4 separate regions of the Gossypium hirsutum genome follow, and all the other regions are linked to region 1. A link is a contact called in public Hi-C data. All regions are on one chromosome and are shown on one strand. Each heading gives the region's core, a stretch centred on a gene start, on an enhancer-like site or on the middle of the called end of the contact. The rest is flanking DNA. Distances are from core to core; before and after follow the strand shown.

The links. Hi-C and Micro-C count contacts between places; a contact is called where the count stands out from the background.
Region 2: a Hi-C map of leaf shows a contact between it and region 1, with 2.3 times the contacts expected there. The contact joins the promoter of LOC107948290 here to the promoter of LOC107948390 in region 1. A contact is called at or near these places in 3 of 34 Hi-C or Micro-C datasets (all in leaf).
Region 3: a contact with region 1 is called in a Hi-C map of leaf, with 2.0 times the contacts expected there. The contact joins the promoter of LOC121228136 here to the promoter of LOC107948390 in region 1. A contact is called at or near these places in 2 of 34 Hi-C or Micro-C datasets (leaf and petal).
Region 4: a Hi-C map of leaf shows a contact between it and region 1, with 3 times the contacts expected there. The contact joins the promoter of LOC107948295 here to the promoter of LOC107948390 in region 1. A contact is called at or near these places in 3 of 34 Hi-C or Micro-C datasets (all in leaf).

Annotation. Positions count from the first base shown.
Region 1 is chrA04:49,449,533-49,452,664 of Gossypium_hirsutum_v2.1, forward strand. LOC107948390 reads left to right here and starts at 1,455. Exons shown (of 9, transcript XM_016882925.2): 1 at 1,455-1,844; 2 at 2,696-2,851; 3 at 2,922-2,999; 4 at 3,095-3,132. The coding sequence starts at 1,563.
Region 2 is chrA04:50,362,220-50,365,351 of Gossypium_hirsutum_v2.1, forward strand. LOC107948290 (CAAX prenyl protease 2) reads right to left here and starts at 1,412. Exons shown (of 7, transcript XM_016882785.2): 1 at 1,031-1,412; 2 at 654-713; 3 at 1-28. The coding sequence starts at 1,240. It overlaps LOC107948291, which reads left to right and starts at 1,489. Exons shown (of 6, transcript XM_016882788.2): 1 at 1,489-1,909; 2 at 2,042-2,703; 3 at 2,788-2,853. The coding sequence starts at 2,816.
Region 3 is chrA04:50,133,099-50,136,230 of Gossypium_hirsutum_v2.1, forward strand. It overlaps LOC121228136 (solute carrier family 35 member F1), which reads left to right and starts at 1,499. Exons shown (of 12, transcript XM_041111306.1): 1 at 1,499-1,950; 2 at 2,066-2,160; 3 at 2,235-2,292; 4 at 2,449-2,640; 5 at 2,786-2,862; 6 at 2,964-3,046. The coding sequence starts at 1,815.
Region 4 is chrA04:49,981,882-49,985,013 of Gossypium_hirsutum_v2.1, forward strand. LOC107948295 (zinc finger A20 and AN1 domain-containing stress-associated protein 6) reads right to left here and starts at 1,550. Exons shown (of 2, transcript XM_016882793.2): 1 at 1,287-1,550; 2 at 262-1,165. The coding sequence starts at 1,149. The coding sequence ends at 664.

The DNA.
Region 1 (3,132 bases), core at 205-2,704:
TTCACAAGAATTTCATATAATTTTACCATTTTAACAATTCAATCCCTAAACATTAAAATTACTAAAAACTACTTTACAAAATTGTCCTATTTCTCAACCAAGCTTATTAATCTACCATAGAACTTCACAAATACCTCAAACTCATCAATGGCATAATCCAAAATGTTTAACATTTTTACGAATTAACCCCCGGGTTAGTTAGATTAAACTAAAAAGATTAAAAAACATAGAAATAATTAAAAACGGGCCAAAATTATATATCATGCATGAGTTTGAAGCTTGGCTGAATATCCCCTTAGCTAAAATGGTGGTTTTGGTTCTTAACAATGTAAAATGAAGAAGATGATGGCTTTCCATTACTTGGTTCTTAACATTTTTACACAGATTCTTCCAACCACCACAAAATATTAACATTTTTTTTTTAGAAATCATTTTCCAAAAGTCATTTTCAGTGAAACAACTTAAATAAATGTGAAATAAATAATTTTACAAAATTAAATTCTAAGTTGCTATGGAAAATTTTATACTTGTAACTGTAAAAGTTATTTGTCTTTTATTAATTACAAAGTTGACTATAATGTTAAAAAAAATAATATTATCTAATACAATATTTTTAAATAATTAATAAAGTTACCATATTTCAAACTTAAATGTTTAATAATATTCGTCTGTTTTTAGAAGTAAAAAGTTTCTTATCGTTTCTATCAGTAGCTTTTTGTAAAATTTTAGAATTATATATAATTATTTCTTCATGCATTCAGTTATTATAATTTTATTATAAATTATTAAATTTTAAAACTTTCATGTAACAAAAATCAATTTAAAACATTCTATGTTAATAAAAAAATTTAATTTACTATATTTGAATTAATATATTGTATTATTATATAATATTTTCGTCTTAAATATTCTCGTATAATTATGTTAATAAAAAATATGTGTTTTTCAAATTTTATATTAAATTTATTTTAGAATCGAGCTCAAATTTATGTTAAACTCGGAAGAGTTTAATATTGAATTATTTCAAATTTAGATCAATTTAATTATTACGAATTTTGATTTTATCAAACACCAACAAACATTCCAACTGAGTGTGTTTTACCACATCTAATTAATTTTGACAGCAAGGTACTGTTTTTTACAGTTTTACAGAAATAATGATTTCCAGTTTTTACCCCAAAAATCAGTAGAAGAGGTGAAATTAAATCCTGAAGGTTTTAATTTTACCTGGTCCTCCCATTCCCACGTAGAACCCCAAATGACAAAATCCCACGTGGTATTTACTCACTACATCTGCGTGTCGGATGCCAATTTCTGCTTCTTTAATTCCATTCACTCGCACGTGCTGGACCCCACACACGAGTCACTTGATCGTCTACGTGGCATAAAATTTATACGTGGCACTCTCAGATACATCCTCAAGGCGCCGCAGAGACTTGTAAGAGACCTTTTCCTTTTTGGTTAGTTTCCTTACAAAGAAGTTGAATGTGTTCTGTTTCCTCTCTTTTGATTTTCTTTTTCCCTTAGTTTTTGAATTTTTGTTTCGTTTTTCCCTCTTTGGGATGGAATTAGGGAGAGGCTTACTTTCGAGCTCGTGCGCTTCGCCAACGGCAGATGCGGCAGAGGATGCGTTGGCGGCGGATCGGATGGATATGGAAGCGGCAGAGATATTGGCCGCCTTGGCGCATTCGAAGAAGTGGGTTGCTGTTTCCGTCTCCGCTGAATTTGGCGCCAAATGGGGATGCAAAGGGAGGAGACTGAGGAAGCGAGCCAGTATCAGTACTGAGTCACCGCCTTCTGGCGTCGGTTCGAACCCGGTTCAATCCGGTTCGGATCTCGCTGAGGTTGGTGAATCAATCTAATTTTATCAATATATATACTTGAAAGGATAGTTTTATCGATATTTTCGATTTATTTATCTATTCTATTCTATTTTAAGAAAAAATTCTGATATTTTTTATTTAGTGGCTTTTCACTGTGTCTGCCCGGAATTAGTGATTTAAATTACCTTTTGAAAGTGATGCTCATAATTGAAAATGTGGAAATAATACATACCAAAAGAAGTTAATTCTTTTTGCTCAAAAACAAAATTATACATATTGATTTTTTTTTTCATGATACTTGAAATTTCATTTGATAAAAATGAATCTGTATTGTGAATGCTGGAAATGTCATTTTGAATAGTAAGAAAAAAAATTCTTTTACTGTTAATATATTTAATTAATATAACCAACCACTCAAATAACTTACTGATTTTCTTATAATCTGTTAAATTCTTGATCTTATCGATGTTAATATGTCAAATGCGATGCAAGAATTTGAAGATAATAGTGGAAAATATCTTAATGTTGAACACTTTGTAGTTTTGTCAGCTTTTATTTCACTTTTCTATTTCTGGGATTTAAAGGAATTAAATTATACGCGGGAAGAAGAAGAACATAGATAAACTAGTAAGAAACTGGTGGCCATAGAAAATTTTCTAATTTTAGAATGTTAGAACATAAGTAATAATCATTGATATGGAAAATGTGGTTAGCTAAACCTGTTGGGTCTTTATTGGAATTCTGATGTGGTTAGCTAGACAAGTTATCTTGTGTCTTAATTGGACGAAGTGATCTGTCACCAAGTGGCACTATTCTTATAAGTGAGAGTGACACTATTTTATGCAGGACTTGAGAACTATTTTTGTTTATAGCAGGATCAAGCTACAATAGGCCAGGAGCAAAGTCAAGTGATAAGCACATCTGTAGTTATTGAATCGGTAGTAGCTGAGTCGCTTAATGCGAGTCATCCTTGCGCTGAAAGATACCCATCCAATGGGGTGCTGAGGTCCAGTCAGAATTTAACCAAGGTATTAACTTGTTTGATTTACCATTTTGCTTTTCAAATGCTACTATTTTTGACTGATTGTTCTTTATCAGGCTGAAAAAGAAACATGTAGATTGCGTAGAATGTTAACCCATAAGGAGTCTGATTGGCAGATGATTCATGAAAGGCCGGTTGGTTGTGTTTGTGATATGTTGCATTTTTTATTTATATGTTTATTTTTAGATTTTATTAATCTACTTATACTGGTTCCTCACTTTAACTTTAGATATTATTCAGCACTGTGGGAATATCTGAGAAAGATAT
Region 2 (3,132 bases), core at 162-2,661, 910 kb after region 1:
TAAACACCAACTCCTCCGTCACTGGTGCCTGTTCATTAAAGTACTATTAAGGAATGAAGACTGAAGAAACAGGGAACAATTTCGAAAATTTCCTTCTAATTTTCAATTATTGCTGTTCTCCTAAGAAGGATTGTTAAACATTGAACAATAAGCAGGACATGTAACACAATATTCAATCCATTTGCAAGACTACTTTCTAGAATAAGCAAGCACAATGCAACCTTTTCAACAATAAAATATTGCAAACACACCCTATTTATAGACCTTACAATTATTTGCATTCACTCAAAAGATGAAGAAATTTAAGTGGTAAGCATACTAACCACAATAAAATTCCTCCAGAATAAAACATTGGAAGTTACTGAAGACATCTGGACCGGGAGGCTAAGAAGGGTACTTTTTATACAACCTAACAGTGGCTCTCCCTCTTGATGTCTATGCTCCTTCCACTTATTTACCAATAACATGGACTTGAATATCAAAGATCCAGCATACATAAGAGAAGTCAAGAAAAGAGGAAAGACGATTGCTTGCCACTGTTTCACACATAAAATTGCATTTCAAGAACTGATTTTGAACCAGCAGATCATAAACATAAATAATAAATCCATAACAAAAATGTAGGAAATATACTCCATAAGTATGATTCTTACAAAATGATCCGATCGAATGCCATAAACCCCAAACGAGTAAGATGCCTCCCCACCTGTTATCTACGCATAATCGAACATTGTTAGAATAATAAAAAAAAGGAACAAACGTGTTTTGGATATAAAAACAAATAATAGCACTTCTGTAAAACGCAAAATGGATGATTTTACATTCACATGAAAATGTTAAATGGCTTTAGTTCAATGCATGTTAACAATTCAATATTTCGCTCATCTCTAATTATATATGAGTTCACTTTTTAGCTCAATGAATTAAGTTTCCACTTACTTCACAGAATGACAGAAATCTCAACTTAGTTCATAATTATATAATAATAAATGAGTGAAATAAAAATGAGAGACAAAGGAAAGAGGTATACCGGAAGGACGAAAGCGCAGAAAATAACGGACGCGACGGAGCAAACGGCGGCGCAAATGAACCGTCGGATCATGAAATTCTCGTAGGATTGGGGAGGCGGGAGGCGGAGGATCAGAGTGGGAGCGTAAAGAATAGAAACATAAAACAGTGTCATAGCGATGCAAGCAATCACCGCTACTAGCTTCGATAACCTACCTTCGCTCTCTTCCATGTCTGGATTCGAAGAGGCGGCAGCCAGGATCGCCGGAGAGAGGAAGAGAAGGTGGGAAAGAAAAGCCGGTTCCGGTTCAATATCTTCTCCGTTTGATACCCTTTCAGTGAGAAGGGGCTTCGGGTTTTGACTTGGGGCGGTTCTTGTTTGAGGGTTTTTGGGTCACTTCAAAGCCTCAAAGTAAATTTGGGCCGAAAAGAACCCCTCATTAACACTTTCACCATGTTTGGTTGGGTGTATTGGCTAATCGGTGGGCCCCACCTAATCTCCCTCTAATCTGCCGTTTGGTTCAATGTATTGCTAATCCCCCTCTAATCCGTTACTTTCCTAATCCCCGAAATTCTCTGTTTTGTAATCCCTGCCTCCTCCTCAGTTTACACCCGTTTTACAGCCTTAGCCCTAATTTGCCCTCCCAACTAGAAATCCACCTCCAGCCTCTCCCTCCCAACATCAAACAGAACCTGCGAGCGAAGTCACCTCCAGCCTCTCCCTCCTCAAAACACGCTTTTAAGTTTCTCTCTTCCGCCACCGTCTTCTTCATCATCTTCCCCTCTTTCTTTATTTTTTTTAATTTCAACACCTAACATACATGTTTCATTTCGCAGAAGCCATCTTTATCTGTTTCTCATGTGACTCTGAAGCCTCATTCTTTCCTTCAACGTACCCAAGGTAAAGTTTTCTCAACTTCTTCTCAATCATTTATTTCCATCTACTTGCCTTTCTGTTTTAATTCTTCATGACTTTGGAATTTCTTGCATAAATTTCTATGAAGACAATACTGCTGATGTTTTGGAATTTAAGTTGAAGGAGCTCTCAGCCGTCCATTCGAAATCCCCTTCCGTTCATCAATTCTCTGTCGCCTTCACCAAGACACTGACCCCTCTCTTTCAAATTCTAAAGTGAACCGCCACCGTGCAATGTGTTGTATGCTTTGTTTCAGCAAGGTCCTGGCCCGAGATCCCAACGACACTTCCGCTAGTAATGAGTTATTGGAGGAATTTTTGAAGTTCCTTTTGGTTGGGGCTACTGCAGCTAATAAAACCGCATGATTAGAGCTTGCCAAATCATTTCCGAGATAAGCTCTTTTAAATTCTGGCTTCATTTTTTAAAATCTGTTTTAGCGTTTTGATTTTTAGGAATTATAGTTTGTGCTATATTGTTTGTATTTCGTTTAATGAGTTCCTAATACTTTCGTTTAATGGATTTTAAGCAGCATATTGTTTGTATTTCGATTTCATTATTGGAGCAGTTTTATCAACTGTTCCCACTATCGGTAGGCAACTTGGTTTTAGATATGGTTGATTTACATGATTGAGGCTTTCTCCTTTTGATGGTTTTCTGTTTTGTTTGTCCACGGAGGAGCTATTATTTGAACAAAGTGGTCGTGTGAAATTTAGAACAGAATCTACGTTGTTGATTCCTTGGACCGAGAGAGGATTCGCCAAGCTAAACAGGAATTTCAGGTTGTAAATTTAGAACAAGCACAAACTTGTTAGCCAATATGGTTGTACATAGTCTCTTTTTAGTTCTTAATAATTTTTTTCCAGGCCATAATCAATGATCCATTTATGAGCAATGCTATCATCTTGGTGTTCGCCAACAAACAGGACTTGGTATGATTCAGTTAGCTGTTTGAGACCCGTCTTTTTTTCTGTGTATAGCAAAATGCATGCAATATTTGCTTGAACTACTGAGAACACATGCATTTTTTTAGTTGCTGGAAGTACCAATGTCAAGGATAATTTAGTTTCGAAAAATAGGTTCTGCTGTTGTTTGCATAGTTTTGAAGAATGTGTCTGAATAGAATGTAATCTTAGCTCCAAGGCCCTTAGATTGACATGTTTCGCCTTGTTCTGCTCCCTTAGATTGACATGTTTCGCCTTGTTCTGCTT
Region 3 (3,132 bases), core at 249-2,748, 680 kb after region 1:
CCATCTCTGACCGGGCTGATCTATGAAAGTTAAACTAGCTCTGATACCACTTGTTAGGATCGTCCCGATTAAGCAACGAACAAGTAAAAATAGTAGAAGAAATTGAGAAGATGAACACACAAATTTAACGTGGAAAAACCCCTCAAAAGAGGATAAAAAAACCACGGGCAAAGATAATTTTACTATAATCGCAAAAGAATGAAGAGTACAAAAGATGGAGATAAAAACTAAACCCCGAAAACCCGAAAAACAAAGAACCCTCAAACGTAAACACAAAATTCTCTGAATGTGTTATGAGTTCTAATCTAATGGGTGTCTCTTTTTTCTAAGATTGTAAAGGAGCCTATTTATAGGCTAAATTAGTAAGTCAAATAAACTATACTAATAAATACTAAATATATTATACTAATAAATACTAAATCTTCTAGAAAGAAAATATATTTTTGTTTAACTTGACTTGCAAGCAATCTCTTAGAATTTGGGTCACACAATTCTAACACAGGGACTTAATTGATTTTTCACATTTTCTTAAGAACTTTTTTGACATATAAATAAAAAAATATTATATATTAATGTTGCATGTTAACATAATAATGATAATAAAGCTAACAAGTATTGAGTGCAATAATAAGTCATATTGTATTCTCAAGAAGAGAATGATTATTAGATAAAACAATCACGAATTCTTAACATCAAGCCCATTCTTGAAATATGGTTTTTGGGCCCTTTTAACCTTAGGTCTTAGGCACTTGCACTCTTAAAGCAACCCCAAAACTAAACTTGCTTAACATAAATTATAAAACTAACATGAAAAAACATATATAGTAAGAATTAATCACAAATAATATTTAAGGAAGCATCATATTTTAATCCGGAGATATATAATAAAATAACAAACCTTATACACTTAAAAACTTGTTCAATTCTTTAAAAACAACTTCAATTAGCTCTCTCACACACACACACACAAAATAACCCCTTATTCAATTACCAATTTTCTTATATTTTGTAGACATGTATATCGTAGTGTTGCTGCTTATTTTGGTGGGATTCATTATTGAATGTGGGATTAAATATTTATTTGTTTAAGTTAGAAATTTAAAGGTTTTATATTTTTATTTTATTTTCAATTCTTTTAGTTTTTAGTTTAAAAATGCAGGTCTATATATTGTTAAATTTATATACATGTAACAAAATAACATCATAATGAATTTAAATTTAATAGGGAATATTAACAGTGTCAATAAGTCTTAAAGTTTAACATTAACATTTTAATTGGGATAACAAATTTCAACTAATTAATGAAATTATAAGAGTTGAGGTACCGAATTATTTCAGAATTGAAATATAAAAATTAAATCTCAAATTTAAAAAAAAAAATATAGGATCAAAATTAAAAATTAACTATCCTTATATAATTAAAAAAAAAACAAATGGAATTGGACAGGCGCCAAGTATGACTTCATAAGCTAAATCAGATCTGAAAAGACATCGGACACGGTGGAGAGTGTCACGTGGGAGCAAAAAGACGATAACTTTCAACTACCAACGGTAACCGTTGGGTGAGGTGTGGAAGCTATTAGGAACGTGGTCTCAACAGTCCAACTACGAAGGAAATGACCCTGGAATGGTAGCTACGCCTAGATGCAGATCTCTTTTAACAAAACCTGACAATAATTAAATAAAGGAAAAAAACAGAAGAAGAAAGCTTTAAAATCCTTTGATGTTGACATGAATGTTACCCCATTCCCTTTTTGACGATCTGTGTACTTGAAGAACAAATTTTATCAAACGATTTTTTTGACAAACAAAAAATGAGCTGGAGTAGTGTCGGCAACTGGTTCAAAACTCAAGTAACTTTGAAGAATTTGTTCAGGCTTTTTCTGGGCCAACTTGTTTCTTTCGTTCTTGCACTTATGAGCTTTACTTCTTCTTTGATAGCCAGTCTTGGTAAGCTCAACTTAACCCTCTACTCTTAACTTGCTTCTGGTTATGAAAAATATTCAGATGAATTTGGAATTTTATATTCTTTGTTTGCTCATCAGTGTGTTGGCTTTTTGTCTAGGTGTGGATGCGCCTATCACTCAGACTTCCTTCACTTACTTCGCTTTAGCTGTGGTTTATGGTAGCATCTTGCTCTATAGGGGTCAAAAGCTAAGGGTAATCACTTATCAACTCCACTAATCTTATATTCAAAAGGATTCCTTGATACTTCAATCCTGTTCTGTTTGCAGATTCCTTGGTATTGGTATCTCGCCCTCGGCTTTGTTGATGTTCAAGGGAATTATCTTGGTGAGTCTGTAGTAGTCACTAATATCTCATAACATGATCTCCCAAAAACATGTTCTTAACTGGGGGAAAAAAGAAAGTGGAATATGTCTGATATGTTACTGCAAAAATTACCGTGACAAAAGAGCCATTCCTTTTTCCCTTTTTTTTCTTTTGCAGTTAACAAAGCCTTCCAGTTCTCCTCAATCACTAGTGTGACACTGTTGGACTGCTGGACCATCGTATGGGCAATATTTCTCACATATTTCTTCATAGGCACTAGATATTCTTTATTGCAGCTAGGAGGTGCTGCTCTTTGTGTGCTTGGCCTTGGTCTAGTGCTCCTCTCCGATGCAGGGGTGGGTGGTGGAGGTAACATTCTGGTCTAATGCAGAAGATATTCTTATAGTTATGGAACTCTGTTTCTTTATGGATGTTTTAATTCGTAAACAGCACGCCATTACTGGAAGTCATTCGAATTTTCCGGAGTGAAGTACTTGTTTCTCTGCACATGCAGGTGGTTCCAAACCAATTCTTGGAGATGCACTAGTAATTGCTGGCACTCTCTTCTTTGCCATGAGCAATGTTGGTGAGGTTGGTGAATCTATTGAACTATTACACCATTAGTTCTGTATCTAATGGCAACCTCAAGATTATTTGTCTTAGCTATCTGCTTTTTCATTTCTAAATTGCAGGAATTTTGTGTTAAGAAGAAAGACCGAATCGAAGTGGTTTCGATGATTGGTCTTTTTGGGATGCTATTGAGCGGTGTCGAGTTGTATCCTTTATGCTTGGTAGCATATGGTTAATTTATGACTTTTGAATTGAATCTGCAATGTGGCATTGCAATTATATATATATATT
Region 4 (3,132 bases), core at 300-2,799, 530 kb after region 1:
ATAGCTAGAGACGACAAGACGACTATGCACATTTAAAAGAACCTGTAAGTGCGAAATTAATGCTTTTCATAAGAAAATACTTTTCCGATCACTAAATTGATAAAATTGAAACTGTAATAAGAATCTTGAATTAACAAAATAATGTAGTATTTATTTTGTAAATTTAAGATGCAACATAAAAACAAAATGGAAGGGACAGAAGTTGTCATTTTCTTTTTCAAAAGATAATAAAGAAGGACCACCCCAATAAAAACAACTACATTTAAGGAAATAGCTTTCATGGCTTTTCATGATCGGCCGCTGCCAGCACATTTACACACTATTACTTGAAAATATAAATAAAAACTTCAAATGGAAGAAGCAGGAATCTACATTTCTTTTTCTTTTTTTCACCACAAGGGATTAAAAGAAGAAAAGAAAAAGTGACTTTTTTTTTTTTTACAAAGCAAAAGAGGAAGAGAAAAAAAAAAACTAAAGAGGCACATAATTTAAATATTATTATAAAATATTTATATTTTAAGAAGAAAATATATTTATCCAGCCCAATTGGTTTACTCTTGGTGGTAGGGACCACCTCCGAAACACGTGTCTCGACCTTATCAACGTTTGATGAAATTTGAAATTTTCCCAATGGCTTGGCTTCCCATCATCATCATCTTCTACTCAAATCTTCTCGAGCTTCTCTGCTTTGACGAGGGGATTAGCGCGTGCTATCTCCTCTCTGCCGACCTTCTTGAAATCGAACGTACACCCGTGATTCTCAGGGTACCTGTGGGACCCACAAAACGTAACACCGCACTTGCATCTGAATCCGGTCAACCCGACCCGCTTCCTGCAAACCATGCACCGATTCGGTTGTTGCTGCGATCGCTGTTCGGCCGCCGATGCAATCTCCGGAACCGCCGATTCTCTGTTGACTTCATGGAGAGCCAAAAGAGGAACCTGAGAAATGGATTCGACGACCGTTGATGAAGACGAAGGGGAAGAGGAAAGAGCGGATTTGATCGAAGAAGCTTCCTGTTCCTTGAGACAGAGATCTCTGTAACATTTGGAGCAAAGGTTCATCGTCGCCGAACTTCCGAAAAAGCCGCAGTTATTGACGCAAAGACGATGGCCTTCTGGCGCTTGGCATCTATGCTCCTCTGCCATTCTTTTTTCTCTCGATCTGTTAAATTTTAATTTTCTTAAAGATCAGATCTACAATCTAAAATTCAAATCATAAAAAAAAAAGAATCAAACTAGAGGAACAGCGAAATACAAAATAAAAGGGTGAGAAAGAGAAGTACCTTGAAAGGAAAAGGTGAAAGAAAATAAATAAGAAGCAGAAAGGGAGAATATGAACAAAGGAAAGGATTATCAGAAAGATCAGAGAAAAGAATATTAGAGTGGATGGAGGATAAAGGAAAAAGAGGAGCCAACAACGAAAAAGAGACAAAAAAAAAAAAAGAGTAATAATTTTAAATGTTTTTTCTTTATTTTCTAATTGAATTTTTTTGAAAAATAAAATAATATGGGAATATCTGAAAAGACAGGCTGGCAGTATAACGCTAAAATTGGAAAGTCCAGGCCACGTCCTTTTGGTTATCTTAATTGCCTGCAAATCAAAAATCGCCACGAAAATTCATGCACAAAGGGCAAAAAAAGAAGAGAAATTAAAATTACAGCTGCGTGCTGTCACTCCTAAGTCCTACCTGTCCAGGTTAACACGTGGCATCTGATCTGTGGCTTTAATTATTTTTGGATTAGAGATGAAAAAGTTCTTCGTTTTTTCGCTGAAGTGGTCCTCTTGTTCTTTTTTCTTTGGGTTGGTAGGATGTGGTTAATAATCTTTTATAAAATTTTATTTATGAATATTTTAGTGATTAAGATATTGTTTAAAAATTAAAATTAAAATTTATCTAATATGATCATCTTAGAAAATGCTTTGTTAGAATATTTTATAGGGTCAACTACATCACAAGTAAATTTGTTATGTGTTTGGCTATTCAATCAAGTTCGAAAGTTCGCTTTAAATTAGGAGAGATTAGAAAAAAATACGATATTTTAAAAATAGGTTTGAATAAAATTTAAAACCTATTTTTTATATGGGTTGAGTATTGGGCATAATTTTTTTTATCGAGCTCGGCTCGGCTTGACCTAAATATATTATATTATAAAAATATTATTTAATTATTTATTTATATTTATATTAAATCACCAACTTAATAATAATTAAAATCATTACCCAAAACCTAAAAAAAAAAGAAAAAAGAAAACCTTACCCAACTAAATAACTTAACCTAATATATAAAATTTTAAAATTATATTTAATATAATAAAATAATTATTATGATTATTTTTGCTTTATAATATAATAAAACATTGATTATATTTATGGTAGTATTTTTTTTAATATAAATACTTTTTAATGTATTTTTAATGTGTTAGAAAACTTTTATTTTAGCGTTTTTAGTACATTTTGTTGAAAAAATCCAGTTTGAAAGCAGTTTACTTGCACAATAGAAAATAAAAAAATTTGGATAAAAGATTCCTTGTCGTTCTCGGATTTCAACCAAACAATCTTCTCCACTATTCTCATACCTCGAATTACTACAAATGTGAGCCCGAATCAATTGAATCAAAATACAAAACTAGAAATTCTTTTCTTTTATATGGAAAGAAAAAAAAATCACTTCCCAAATAGAAACTAGTAGAATTGTTATTTCGGAAAAATATATTTAATAGTTGAGAATAAATTCACTCTATTTTTGGACTGTTGTCATCTATTTATAGGAATAGAAAGTAGAACATTTGTTGAATTGTAAAAGTTTATTTCAACTAGATAAACAAGTTCATACTTAAAGTAAGAGTAGGGTGGATGGCATCCCCTAGTATTCTTACTACGGCTACTGCCCCTTCATATACCATGAGGGGATTTTGAGTCTCTTTTACATCGGGTCCAATTATGAGTACTTCCTAGACTTTTCGACTCAGTACTTTGTAATTTGATCAACCCAATTCTATTTTTCTATTACCCAAAATAAACTTTGATATTTATATTTAATTAAATAATTTTCTCATCCAAATTTACCCCTGATAAAAATTTCGAAAAAATATATTTAATATTTCACCATTCAACTTGTTCACTATGAT